Linked DNA regions of Mus musculus: region 2 is linked to region 1. A link is a contact called in public promoter capture Hi-C data. All regions are on one chromosome and are shown on one strand. The core of a region is the stretch at or near the end of the contact, and the rest is flanking DNA. Distances in the headings are between cores, read along the strand shown.

The links. Promoter capture Hi-C pulls out the DNA fragments that hold promoters and counts their contacts.
Region 2: a promoter capture Hi-C map of the 3T3-L1 cell line shows a contact between it and region 1, with 3 times the contacts expected there. The contact joins the promoter of Steap2 here to the enhancer-like site in region 1. A contact is called at or near these places in 6 of 39 promoter capture datasets (the 3T3-L1 cell line, cranial neural crest, liver and 1 more) and 1 of 9 other capture datasets (liver).

What each region holds. Positions count from the first base shown.
Region 1 is chr5:4,990,461-4,997,049 of GRCm38.p6, forward strand. All of the region lies in intron 10 of Cdk14 (cyclin-dependent kinase 14), which reads right to left. Among named protein-coding and RNA genes, the nearest start is that of Fzd1, 240 kb to the left of the region's middle. Within about 2 kb of position 3,106, at least 40 of the 459 cell types and tissues checked have an H3K27ac peak or open chromatin away from gene starts, as enhancers often do.
Region 2 is chr5:5,691,546-5,698,134 of GRCm38.p6, forward strand. Steap2 (six transmembrane epithelial antigen of prostate 2) reads right to left here and starts at 2,544. Exons shown (of 6, transcript NM_001103156.2): 1 at 2,413-2,544. All of the region lies in intron 1 of Gm40262 (a long non-coding RNA gene), which reads left to right.

The sequences.
Region 1 (6,589 bases), core at 1,856-4,355:
ATCCCAGTCTCACAGCAGCCTCTCAGTGTCAGGCCCTTTGCTGGCTACACCTCTAGTCAACAGAGCTCTGTAAAGTGCCAGACTGCAACCTCCTGAGAAAAAGGACCACCAGTAGTGGCTAATAGTGCAAAGTTCCAGTGTTCTGGCCTTCTCCTTAGCCTTTCTCATGTTGCCAGTGCCCTGTAAGGCTATGCTGTGACTAGAATGAGTGCTCATATATATATATATCTACTGACAGTCCATCTCAAGAAGTGCAGGTCTTTTGAGGAAAAGACCCATCCATCACTCCCAGACTCACTGGCTGAAACCATTAGATGGGATGTCTAACAAAATTAAATGTTTGAAATACACAAATCAGAATGTAAAACTGTATTCATGAAAAGACATCAACCACAGATGACAGATGGCTAAAACTTAGGAAAAAAAAAACATATAAAAATGAAAATAAAGAAGTTGTCAGGAGTTTTATTTTTCTCTCTCCTGTTCTCCCAGACTATCTTTATTGGGGCTATATTGTCTTTATAGAATTTTTAAAAAGGGATTATTGACAGGTGGTAGCTTGAAGGCTTTTTCATTCTGTACAGCTGAAATGAATCTGAGGCTTCTATTCATCTGGGAGGAAAAAAGGGAAAAATAACATTTATTCTGCTCCTGTGGTGGGTGGTTGGAGCTGAGGCGGATTTGTTTGACTGCCAATTACTGGTAACAGTTATCTGGTTGTTATACATTTTATAAATGTGTCTAGCAGTGCTCTGAGTGTTTAGAAAATGCCTATCAGAACTTAGTGTTCTATGCCACAGGCTGAAGAAGACTGGCCCTGGTTAATTCAGTACGTAGCTCACATTTCACTGGAGCACAGTGTGTGAGGAAGGAAGCCCCAGGAAGGTCTGGGTTGAACACTGTTCTCCAAGGAAGCATGCTACACTGGCAAATTATCTGAGACATAAGCAGGCTTCTGCAGAAGTGGGTGCACTGCATGTTGGAAAAGAAACTGGGCTGGGTAAGAATACTGAATCACAAACCAGCAACACTAGGAAAGAGTATGCTGATGGGAAGTGCAAACCAGCCCAATGCTTTTAGAGAATTATCTGAGAAGTATGTAAATGTTGGGGATGCACCAACCAGTCCTGGACCATTTCTGCAAAGAAAATGTTAGTTTAGAAAGCTCTGGGCATGACATAAGGGCTGACCCAGTGGGCTTGTTCTTTCATGAGAGTGAGGTATTGGAGAACCTACATCTTCAGGAGTTATAGGGATACTTACTCAACCACTGTGACGGCTATTCCTGGTTGCCAACCTGACTATATCTGGAATGAAATACAATCCAGAAATGGAGGGCATACCTGTGATTCATATCTTGGGGCTGGAAAACACAGACTTTTGATGTGTATATTGAGACATAGTAGCCATGAAAACCTTGGGACCAGGAAGGGTGGTACATGCCTTTAATCCCAGAAGACAAAGGCAAGTCATCCTGAGCTCAAGGCTAGCCTGGGACAGTGCAAGTTCCAAGTCCAGGCTTGGTGACACACACCTTTCATCTGAGCCACACCTTCCGCTAGAAGGACTATGGAAGAAGGAAGGCCTCGTTCTTTTCTGCCTGCCTGCACTTACAGCACATCTTTTGGAATCTACTTGTTCAGGATTCCAGCTTATACAGAAGACCCGTTGAAACACTCTGCCTCCTAGGATTGAGCAACTACTCAATTCTTGGACTTCCCATTCACAGCTGCCCATTGTTGGGTTAGTTGGACTATAGGCTGCAAGGCATTCCAGTAATTTAATTTAATCTACAGAGACTTTCCATTAAGTTCTGTGACTCTAGAGAGCCCTGACTAATATACCCACACAAACTGGATTGACACATAGCTTCTAAAACAAAATTTGAAGGTTTATATGAAATGAGTAAGAAAACCATCCATGACTGAAATATGTGGGGAAAAAAAAAGAAAACAAGCTGAAATAATGCTCACTGCACCTCTGGAAATCAGCACAGATACTACCCTCAAATGTACGCTCTTCAGGGCCTGACTGCCTGGGATGAGAGCAAGGACACGCATGGGCTTTCTATCGGAGCTCCTAAGAATTACAGTAAAACGCTGACCAAGCTTGGCTTCTCAATATACACACTTCTGAAATCTACTGGGATGTGGAATGCTTTTTAATTTAGGAAGTCATAAGAGAAGAGAAGATCTGCAGGCATGGTGTTGAGTGCCTGAAATCCCACCTCTCAGAAGGCTGAGGCTGGAGGATCACGCAGCACTGTCACGAGTTTGAGCTTGGCCTGGTCTACATAGCAAGGCTACAAACACAAGCAAGCATCAAAAGACAAGAGAGGATCAAATGAGTGTAAGTGGAACCGTTTATTGATTTAGAGAAAAAGTAATAACAATGATGGGATATGACCAAATGAAGAAAGTGAAACTGGTGATACAAGTGTTGGTAGTAAGGGATTCATGTCAAGGGGCTCGTGTGCTTTCTGTGGAATATAAACAAAAGCACATGCTAAGGCCTGCTCCTCGTTACTCCTTTGCCCTTCCTGCTAGAGTCCAAGACTCTGGACAGACACAGCTTATACAGCAGGTGGAATGAAATATTAAGAATAATCCAAAGGGAACTTCTGGAGAAAGATGATTTCAGCCTCAGGATTTATTTTTAAGAATTAAGGAATGCCATGGGAAGAAAAAGTTCTTTTTCATAATGAAATCGGCCTGGCTATGCCTATTCTGAGCACTGCCAGCAGGCAGAAACAAGCTGTCTCCAGCCATCCTGCTGTTCAGGGCACTGCCTGTCTGCAGGGTCCAGCAGGGTCCACCCACAGGGATTGCTGGCACGATCTTGGGTAGAGATGTCTGGATCAGTCTGTAGCCATCACTGCCTCTAGGACAGACAAGGATAAGACTGGATGTCTTTATGAACTACTTCAGATCTTAAACCACAGCCGCCCACATCACCATCTGTTGAGTGCCATGTGGACGAAAAGAAAAATGCACGCTGGTCCTAAAAATACTATTTGCCTTACAAGGAACAATCCCTGATGGCTCTGCCTCCCTGGCCTCTGTTTTATATAACATTAATTAGAGATGCTAATTCTGTGTCAGAATGGTACTGTAGCCACACCCTGGAATGTGAAATCCTAAACCTTCAAGTTCTGCCAAAATGTGTCACTGCATCCAAGTGCAACAAATTCAGTTGGAATTTTTATATTCCATGGCTCCCTGACTGCAAGTCCATGGAACTGGAGTTGTAATCATTCCAGACACATAATTGCCACCATTAAACCATGCTATGTAAGCCCGGTTTTGTCACCTGTTAGTCAATAATAACATTATACGTATTCTTGTGCGTTTGAATAAGAAAAAGCTTTTGAAATTTTCAGCGAAAATTCATAAAACTAATATATATATTATATATATATTATTACATTATATATATATATATATATAGTACAAACTATCTCTGCTTTCAGTGCAACACTATTAAGCTCCAAGCATCTCCCTGTTACACTTCCCTCTTTCCAGAAGAAGACAGCTATCAGCTTTACTAGGTAAAAGATGTGTAAGGTACCCTAGAGGAGAAAGGAGTTTGGTCAGGAGACCATAGCAGTGCACTGGCCACCCAATAATGTTCCATTTCCAGCACTGTAGGCCTCTCCAGCATCACGTGCTTCTCCATCTTCCAGAAGCCAGCCAAGGACACAGGCTTGTGACTCTTAGCCTCCAGTCTCTGACCTGCAGTTGTGGTCCAGCTCTGGTCAAGCTCCCGCCTCCCAACCAGCCCTTTGCCTCTCCTGTCCCAGCTCTGTGAATACCTCTCATCTGTTGTCTCCATCATGGATCTAGGTGTTGATCGCGCTTGACTTTGTTGATGTTTTCAATTAGTTTTGCTTTCAATTGCATATCTCTTCTTTGACATTTATTATTGTTTTCTTTCCCATTGCCTTTGATTTAATTCACTTCTATTCTCCTACTTCATAGAATAAACACATAAATCATTGATGTCAAACTTCTCCATTTCCCAGTGTAAGCTTTTAATGCTGTAAAATACTTCAAAGCCTGCTTTAGCTAACTGTCACACATTCTGATGGGTTGTAGTCGGAAGAATCTGTTTGATATCTTAATCAAAGTGCAATGTAAAAGTTATTAAAGGCTGTTAACATAATTTGACGTTCTGAATCCTATGTGAAAGTTTACTTAAAACCATTTTCTATTTTCTCTTTTAGGCAGACAATCTCGAGGAATTTTCTTTGAACAATTTTCTTTGAATAATTTTCTCTTATCATGATCTTATATTATTTTGCAGGACTCTGGACAAAACTCTCCAAGCAACCTCTCGGCCACATCCTTAAGTAAAGGCTCCTGAGTGCTGCACTGGTTTTTCAGTTTCAACCAGGTGAATGATGGCAATACCCAAAAGAGTGAGAGGGGCTGTGGACACGAGAAATGCCAAGGCTGGATAATGTGTGGAGCAGAGCCTCGGGACATTTAGCAGTTTGCATTACACAGACGAAATAAATCCTCAGTTTTCTGAGATACACCATTGTTGTCTCTCTGGAAGTCTACCACCTTACAGGCTAACTCACCGAGGCTGGGCACCTGTGAAAATGAGAGTGCTCAAGCTGGAAGGCAGGGGAGCTGAGGTGGAAAGCAATGGAGACAGAATGGGTTCTTAGAAAAAGGCATGGTGATGTGTGGGCCAACTCAGCATCCAGTCTAGGAATAGAATGAGGAGAATTGCCTGGTTCACTAGGTTAGGCTAAAAAAGGGTGATAATTTAGAATGATTCTTAGATTGCTGGCTTTAGTTTCAATAGGTACTGCCACTTACTGAAATGTGGAGAACACGTGTGAGTTACTTCATTCGTGACACGTCAGAAGTGATTAAGAATGGCTACATCTGGGATTCTTATTAGACATGAAGAGGGTGGGTTACTAAGCAGGCCAAAGTGTTGCTACCATGTGCTACCATAACATACTTCCTGGACTTTCTCCCTGGCCACAATGGGAGGCCCCAGGAGAGAAGGCCAGTGTCTTATTTATCTTTGCATCTTGAGTCCTATTACAATAAACAACCTCGGTCATGTCATAAACATTTATTGATTTAATTTACAACTAGCATTAGTAAAAGAAATGCCAAGCTGTGAACTATGGAACAGGACACTATGGGGTTAAAATGCCTACCTAGGCAGCACAACTGATTTACATAACAAATAGCTAAAGGAACTCAGAAAGTGGTAATAAACACTTTTATGGAAACTATGTTTTGAGACATACAGGGAACTTTATGACTTTAATCTCAAACTGTTGGAGACATTAAGACAAAAATTTAAATATGGTGGAGAAAGCTGAACAATTCTGGTGGTTCTCATGGGATGTTTCTGGAAAAGCTTTTTTTACCCTAAATGTTCATTTGCATGGTAGGGGCAGGAATCAAAAAGGTGGGCTTTGGGAGTCTCCCAAGATTATCAGCGAAATTTCATTTAAAAGAGGAACGAAAGCTTCTGCTTCTCTTCTTCTTCCTCTTCCTCCTCCTTTTTTATTTATTAGGTATTTTCTTCATTTACATTTCCAATGCTATCCCAAAAGTCCCCGATACCCTCCCCACCCCCACTCCCCTACCCACCCACTCTCACTTCTTGGCCCTGGCGTTCCCCTGTACTAAGGCATATAAAGTTTGCAAGAACAATGTGTCTTTCTTTCCACTGATGGCCGACTAGGCCATATTTTGATACATATGCAGCTAGAGACACAAGCTCTGGGGGGTACTGGTTAGTTCATATTGTTGTTCCACCTATAGGGTTGCAGATCTCTAGCTCCTTGGGTACTTTCTCTAGCTCCTTCATTGGGGGCCCTGTGATCCATCCAATAGCTGACTGTGAGCATCCACTTATACTCTGGTTTCTCTTCAGATCATATAAACCTTTCGCCTTTTATTCCTCCTCCTTCTTGAAAGCTAAGGATACTCTAACCTCATTCTATAGGTGAAGAAAGTGAGCTCTACTGTTCTTTAGTAAGATTTCTCTCTTAAAATGCCTATTACCATATTTACAGATTTTCATCTCCTGGAACTATGAACTTCATACCTTTATAATAAATGGTCAAACTGTATCAGTTTTTCCCCTTTGGCTTTAACATCACATAACACATAGAATAGACCCTTCTAATATCTCTATCAGATTAAAGCTTTTGACAGCATATTATGGCGATATTTTAATAGAGATAATGCATTATATCCAAGTCAGCCAACTTTGCTCCATGAACATGGCCAGGAGAACACACAAATTACTGAGTATATCCTAATTTTCCTCCTACGCATTCAGTACGATTGCATACTAATAGAAGTTGGACAGAGAATAAAAAGACATGAATGTTTAACTCTAAGAAAAATACTGCCTTAACCAAGAAAAGAAAAACTGACAAGTGGAGCCATTATTGGAGGTTCCTTCAAGGTTATTTCCATTTTCATTAGATCATTTATTCAGCAGGTCTGGCTACAACATGCCATGGAGAGAATTTCATCATTTGATTTATTTTTTTACTTACCCAGTAAATGTTTTATCTTTCATCCAAACTGACAGGCTGGTATTATCA
Region 2 (6,589 bases), core at 1,294-3,793, 700 kb after region 1:
GTTCTTTGGTTTCATAGTGTCTTGTAGCTCTCGCTGGTCTGGGACTTGCTATGTAGACCAGGCTGGCCTTGCCTCATAGAGATCTGCCTGCCTCTGCTGAGATCAAAGGTGGGTGCCATCAAACTCAGCCCTTTAAAGTACCTCTTATGCCTTCTCTGAGGACACCAGCACACCCAACTAGCCCAGGTGCTCTTATCTGTTCTCACATCAAACCTTCACCCCCAGTCCTCCCCCTCCCCAACTCTGAGATGAGGTCCCCTGTGCTGTTGAGGCTGGTCTCAAACTCCTGGGCTCAAGTGCCCCAGCCTCAGGACCTGGCACCTGAAGGGCAATATCGTCATGCCTCGCTTGCCAGTATCTTATCTTTACCTTTCAGTCTCTCTTCACTTTTTACCTATACCCACTCTCTACCTAAGAGCTGTGGTCCCCTTAAAACACAAATGGCATAAAATATTTCTCTTCCTTAAAAGTCAACGGCTTCTTCTCATACCTGACTGTGACCCAAAAGGTCCCAAATATGACAGCTTCTGCTCACCTCTCCAGCCTTATCCTGATGGCCCCATATTTCCTACTGCCCAGCCCCAGAATTCTTTTCAAGAAGTGGAAAAAACAGATCTCTTTTCCACCCGACTCTGCCTCCTACAGATGTGATTGATTCCAGCCTACTCACCAAGCATCTTCCAGCCCCTGTTAAGTTCCCGGGGAGTTGTTTTAAAGAAGTGCTTATTTGCTCTTGGACTGTTTACTTAAATCCTCAAAACACACACACACACACACACACACACACACACACACACACTCCTATCCACTCTGCCTGGCACATACCAACTATGTATGCAATGAATGTTCTTTGTCACTAAATGCATTTTTATAAACACCAAGGCCAAAGAAAATGTAATGAGGCTCTAGGCCAGATCTCTCTTTCCCATGGTTAAGATCCGTGGGCCCAAAAGGCCTCAGAGGATTTAAGTGGTGTGTCAATGTTATGTCTATGTCAATGTCTTGGTTACCTCAGAGTCATAGTTACAGGCTGAGCAAAGAGTAACTGCACCTCCAGATATTCTGCCTGCCTCTTTTCTCACAGGCCTAGCCTTTTGAGCTTTCGTTGCATCTTTACCCTTCTCTTTTTTCTGTATCATGTGTAATCATTTTAAAATTCTGCCTTTATCTGTGCTCTGTTCCAGTGCTAAAGTACAATTATGCTCATTCAATAGAAGAGCATTTTCCATAGTACCAGTACAATAAGAGTGATTTCATGAAGCTCCTCATTCCCATCTTTCACAATTAGCTAACTTATCACTGCTGAAACTGCCCCCCAGCCCCAGCCCCAGCCAGCCCACCCCGCCCAGACTAGCTGAGAGGCAGAAACCGCAGTGAATGCCACCATCTCAGGAGCATCTCCAGGCAGCCTGATAGCTGCCCCGGTGCAGCTAAACACTCTGGTTTTCCTATCTTACGTTTCCAAATAGGTTATCTTGAGGATGCGGGGGATGGAGGGGGGGGGGTGAGTACAGTGTCAAAGAAAACATCAACTCAGTAAATAAGTAATTAAAAAAACTATTAAAAGGGTGGTGGTAGGGTAGACTAGAGAGAAGAAGGTTGCAAGCAGTGGGGTGGTTAACTGGGGCTTTAGGTAATCAAGTACTGAGGGTTGAAGTGGGGGCAGGAGTCTGAATTTTATTTCACCTACAGTGATGGGCGATAATTAAATGTGGGTCAGAATAAGTTTTTCTACTTAAAAACAAACAAACAAACAAACAATCTGCCTGAAGAGTAAACACTGACACCAATCCTGCTTCACAGGATAGTGAAGATAATAAATGGAATTCTCCCCGACCACAGGAAAAATAAAATCTCTTTATCTCCCTATGTTATTTTCAGAACAAGATTTTTAGGGCATAATTTTCAACAAGTTTCAGCTGAGGCTGAACACGGGACGCAGAGGTAATTAAGGACACTGAAAGACCAGACCAATTACTTCTAAACGCAAAATGGCCTGAGCACACCCGGATTACATGACCGGGTTTATAAGCAAAGCCACTGCAGGCATTATTTACCTGTTTGGCAAGCAGTGCTGTACGACAGTGAAAAGTGCCGCATCAATCCAAAGTGGCTGGCAAAAGTAACCTGCGGGTCCTTTCCCTTTCGGGCACATCCGACCTGGGACAAGGTCTCTCCTGGCCTCCTTTCTGTTGGGCCCGGACCCGAGGACTTCCCAGAGCTCTGGGAAGACCGACGGGGATAAGGGGGCGGAATGCGTGCGACGGACGCCCTCCAGCACCCCTCCCACTCGCCCCCTGGCCAGCTCCAAGCCCCCCCCGGAATCCGGGAGGAAAGATGCGGCTCCCGCACAGCACCCGCTGCTCGGCGACCCCGGATCGGCCACCTCGGCGCTCTGGCCACCCGGCTCACCTCCACGCCCTCTTCTCCGAGCCACGCTCGCAGCGCAGCGCCGTGGCTCCCCCGCGCCGAGGGCCCGCCGAGCTCCCGGGCCTACGGAGTGCTCCTCCCGCCCAAGCTCCTCCTGCCCCCGAGCCGGACCGCGCCGCGCCGGGGAGGTGGAGCAGGAGGAGGCGCGCGGAGGCAGGGCTGGCGGTGACGCGCAGGGGGGCGCGGGTCGGTCGGGGCAGAGTGCGTGGGGACCCACCCGGCCGCGGTCCCCACGCCTGCGCGCGATCTTGCGGAGACCCCCCGTGGGAGCAGCCCTACGTGGATCCCGCCCGCGTTTACACTCCACTACCTCCGAGACGCTCGCCACGCCGCCCCGGACTTGGCTTTGATTAGTGCCCTCCTCCCTGTCCACCCCCCTTCTCCCTACTCTGTTCCACACAAACCTCGAAGAAAGTGCGCTTTTTTTCTCCCTTTCGGCTGCATCATGTCCTTGAAAGGGAATGATCAGAAATGCCCTTCCACGAACCGCATTTTAAAACTCCCTGGGACTGGAGGCCCTTCTCAGCCGTGGGCTGTAGGGGTTAGTCTGTGGACTCTGACCTTCCCTGTCGCCGGTGCCCCCGAGCTCTGTGCGGACTGGAAGGTGAAGCCGAGTCAGGAGACCAGCGTGCCTGCGGAGAGCTGCAGTGGCCTTGGAGCATCCAGGGTTCGCTGAGCTGTGTAAGGGCACCTTGCTTTCTCTAATCCCCCCCCCCCCCGATTTTGGATTAACAAGTAGATGGGGATCTTTTATTTACCTTTTTAGTCAAAAGTGTCAGTGGAGATTTTTTTTTAATATAAAACCAATTTGTCGAAAATTGTCAAATTTACTTCCCCCACCCTCAGACGTTAGTAAATTCTCATTTCAGCAAATTAGGTTTAAAAATTATCTTTCTTGGTGGTTTATTAACTAGACAAATCAGAACAAAAGCAGAAGAGGGTCTTAGATCGATCCTCAGGGCACTGCACTTTCCCCTTTGAAAGGCATACACAGATTAACCTCTGCAAGTTCAACCTGGGAAACATTCTTTGTTTGATCCTTGTGAAAAGCATCTCTTCCCCACCCCCAAATACATACAGCTGAGGTTTAAAGTTTAGGCACAAACTCCGCTGTTAGTGATGTATTAGGGGGAAAGACTGACAACTGGGAAATACTTTCCATTTTGGTAACGGGGAGAAAAAAAATCCTTACATTTTATATCAGTGTTTATTGTTTCACTTCAACTACTGTCAAATAGTGAAAACAGCAGGGTATTTCTAACACTTTTGGAGGACCAGTGGAGGAAACTGCTGTGTCCTTAGCATTTGGTGAGAAGATGTAGCTTTCCAATCACATAAACAAAAGCATTACATAAGGTCTAGCAAAGGTTATCACGTTTTTATTCTCAGTTGTACAAAGCCATAAGTTATTACAGAAAACAGGTAAGTTGTACATTTAAAATATCTTTAAAAGCTGTTGAGACATGGACTCTGTTTATTTAAAAAAAAAAATAGTATGCGAAACCATTTGCCTCCCAAAAGAATGAATGAGTCAACAATTTCCAGAAGGAGTATCTGCTTTTCATACTTGAACTGTTAAAATAAGCAAACATCCTCCATGGGTGGAAAATGCCAGGCTGGCCCAAAGTGCTCCAAAGATGGCTCCCGGTCCAGTTCATGAACCGGTGGCCATCTTTACCAGTGATTTCCAGTTACAGTTTCAAAGTATATAAAGTTGATTTCGCAAGCCTTTTTTCCAGGTCATGAAGCACTCTCTGAGAAGTGTCCTCAGTTCCCTGAAGTAATTTATTCCACTGAAGCACAGCAATAATTCATTAAATAAATCTCTAGTGGCCTAGAGGTGTTAACATAATTTCTCCTTTGAAGTTATTATACAAGTGGATAACTTTGAGATGATAGCGCCTAAAGGAACTTTAAGCACCTGGAGCTCTCTGGCTCTCATTCACCAAGAGCTTTGTGTCCTGGGTGTCAGGCACTCTTGAACAAAGCAGGACACAGAGTGACTACAAGTCTTTCAAAATTTATTGTTTGATGGGTGTCTTAGTTAGGGTTTTACTGCTGTGAACAGACACCATGACTAAGGCAAGACTTATAAAGGACAGCATTTAATTGGGGCTGGCTCTCAGGTTCAGCGGTTCAGTCCATTATCATCAAGGTGGGAGCAGGGGAGCATCTAGGCAGGCATGGTGCAGGAGGAGCTGAGAGTTCTACATCTTCATCTGAAGGCTTCTGACAGAACACGAACTTCTAGGCAGCTAGGATGAGGGTCTTAAGCCCATGCCCACAGTGACACACCTACTCCAACAAGGCCACACCTCCCTGATAGAGCCACTCCCTAGGCCAAGCATTTACAAACCATCACTGTGGGTGAAGACATTTTATTAAATAGGTGCAAATAAAATGTGCACAAGGCCTGTTACATGTAGTAGACTTTGGGTAAATCATAGGCAGTATCCTCACTCTAGAGAGCCATTGTGTACATTAATGTCTCAAGGCTCTATGACTATCTACACTAAAGACATTCACTTAGCCCACACTGCTGATGATCAAAGATGATTTTTTGAGAGTAAAGAGTCTTTGTGAACAGTGTATATTGATAGAATGACTTTTGTATGAAATTCTGTTTTTGTGAAATTAAACAATTCAGTAAACATAAAACTGAGTAACCTACCTACTTTTTACTTTTGAAAGCATATTTATATATTTCAAGATAACTGAAATAGATCGGTGATTTGAATGAGAATAGTCCCTCCTAGGCTCATATATCTGAATGCTTGGTCATTAGGAAGTGGTACTACTTGGGAGGGATTAGGGGGTGTGGTCTTGGAGTGGGTGTGGCCTTGTTGGAGGAAGTGTGTCACTGGAGGTGGGCTTTGGGGTTTAAATGATTAAACTAGGCCCTGTGTTTCTCTGTGCTGCCTGCTGATTCAGATGTAGAACTCTCAGCTCTTCCAACTCATGTTGGCCTTCATGACACCATTTTTCCCACCATGTTCAGACTAAACCTCTGAACTGTCAGCAAGGCTCAGTTAAATGATTCCCTATATAACAGGTGCTGTGGTCAAGGTGTCTTTTCATACTAATAGAACAATTGAATAAAACAAAGACCGAATATAAAACACTTATAAAGCAATTAAACAAAGCAAATGTGCATCTGTACAAAACATAGTTCATAGTTAACATTATTTCATGAACATCTTTTCATCAACATAATTCAGTCCCTGCCCACTTTAAGCCTGTCCCACAGTGTAGCCTTTGCTGTTCTGGGATGTGCTATGTAGACCAGGCTGGCTTTGAACTCTTCCAGAGTGCTGGGATCAAAGGCAAGTGCCACCACAGAGAGAGAGAAAATTATTAATGGTTATGTATTCCATAATATGATATATAGTAGTCTAACACAAAGCTTTAAGAAAATGAGTTTTCCAGCCAGGCATCATGGAGGCACATGCCTTTATTTTCAGAACTTGGGAGGCAGAGGCAGGCACACCTTTGTGAGTGCAAGGCCAGCCTGGTCTACATAGAGAGTTTTAGAACAGTCAATGGTACATAATGTGACACTTGTCTCAAAAAAAAAAAAAATCCAATTCCTTTTCTGTTATGAGTAATACTGCTTTAACAGCTTTACATACCTTACTTTTGGGATATTAAGTTAAAAGAACATTTCTTTAAGATATATTCCAAAGTGTGAATTTATTAAAAATGACTTTTATGGGGCTAGAGAGGTGACTCAGCAGTTTAAAGCAATGACTGCTCACCCAGAGGACACAGGTTCAACATCCCAAAACCCATGTGATACCTTACAACTGTGAGCCGCTTCAGTTCCAGGGTATTTGGCACCCTCTTTGGGCCTCCTAGGTATGTATGAGGTACATATACATGCATGCAAGCAAAACACCGATACATACACATTAAAAATAGCAAGATTCTTTACAATTATTTTTCTGATAGTATCCTATTTATCTGTATGAAAATTTAATTTTTTATGGAAAATATGAATATACGTTTGTCTCTCAAATTCAGCATCTAATCTGCAACAGATTTTATTATTTATATTGGTTTAAGTAGATTAGGAGCACACATGTTAGAATGTATGCAATTAAAAAGCATGCATGGGAAAGAGCACAGCTACTCAGAAGAATTTGGTTGAGTGGTTTTGTCA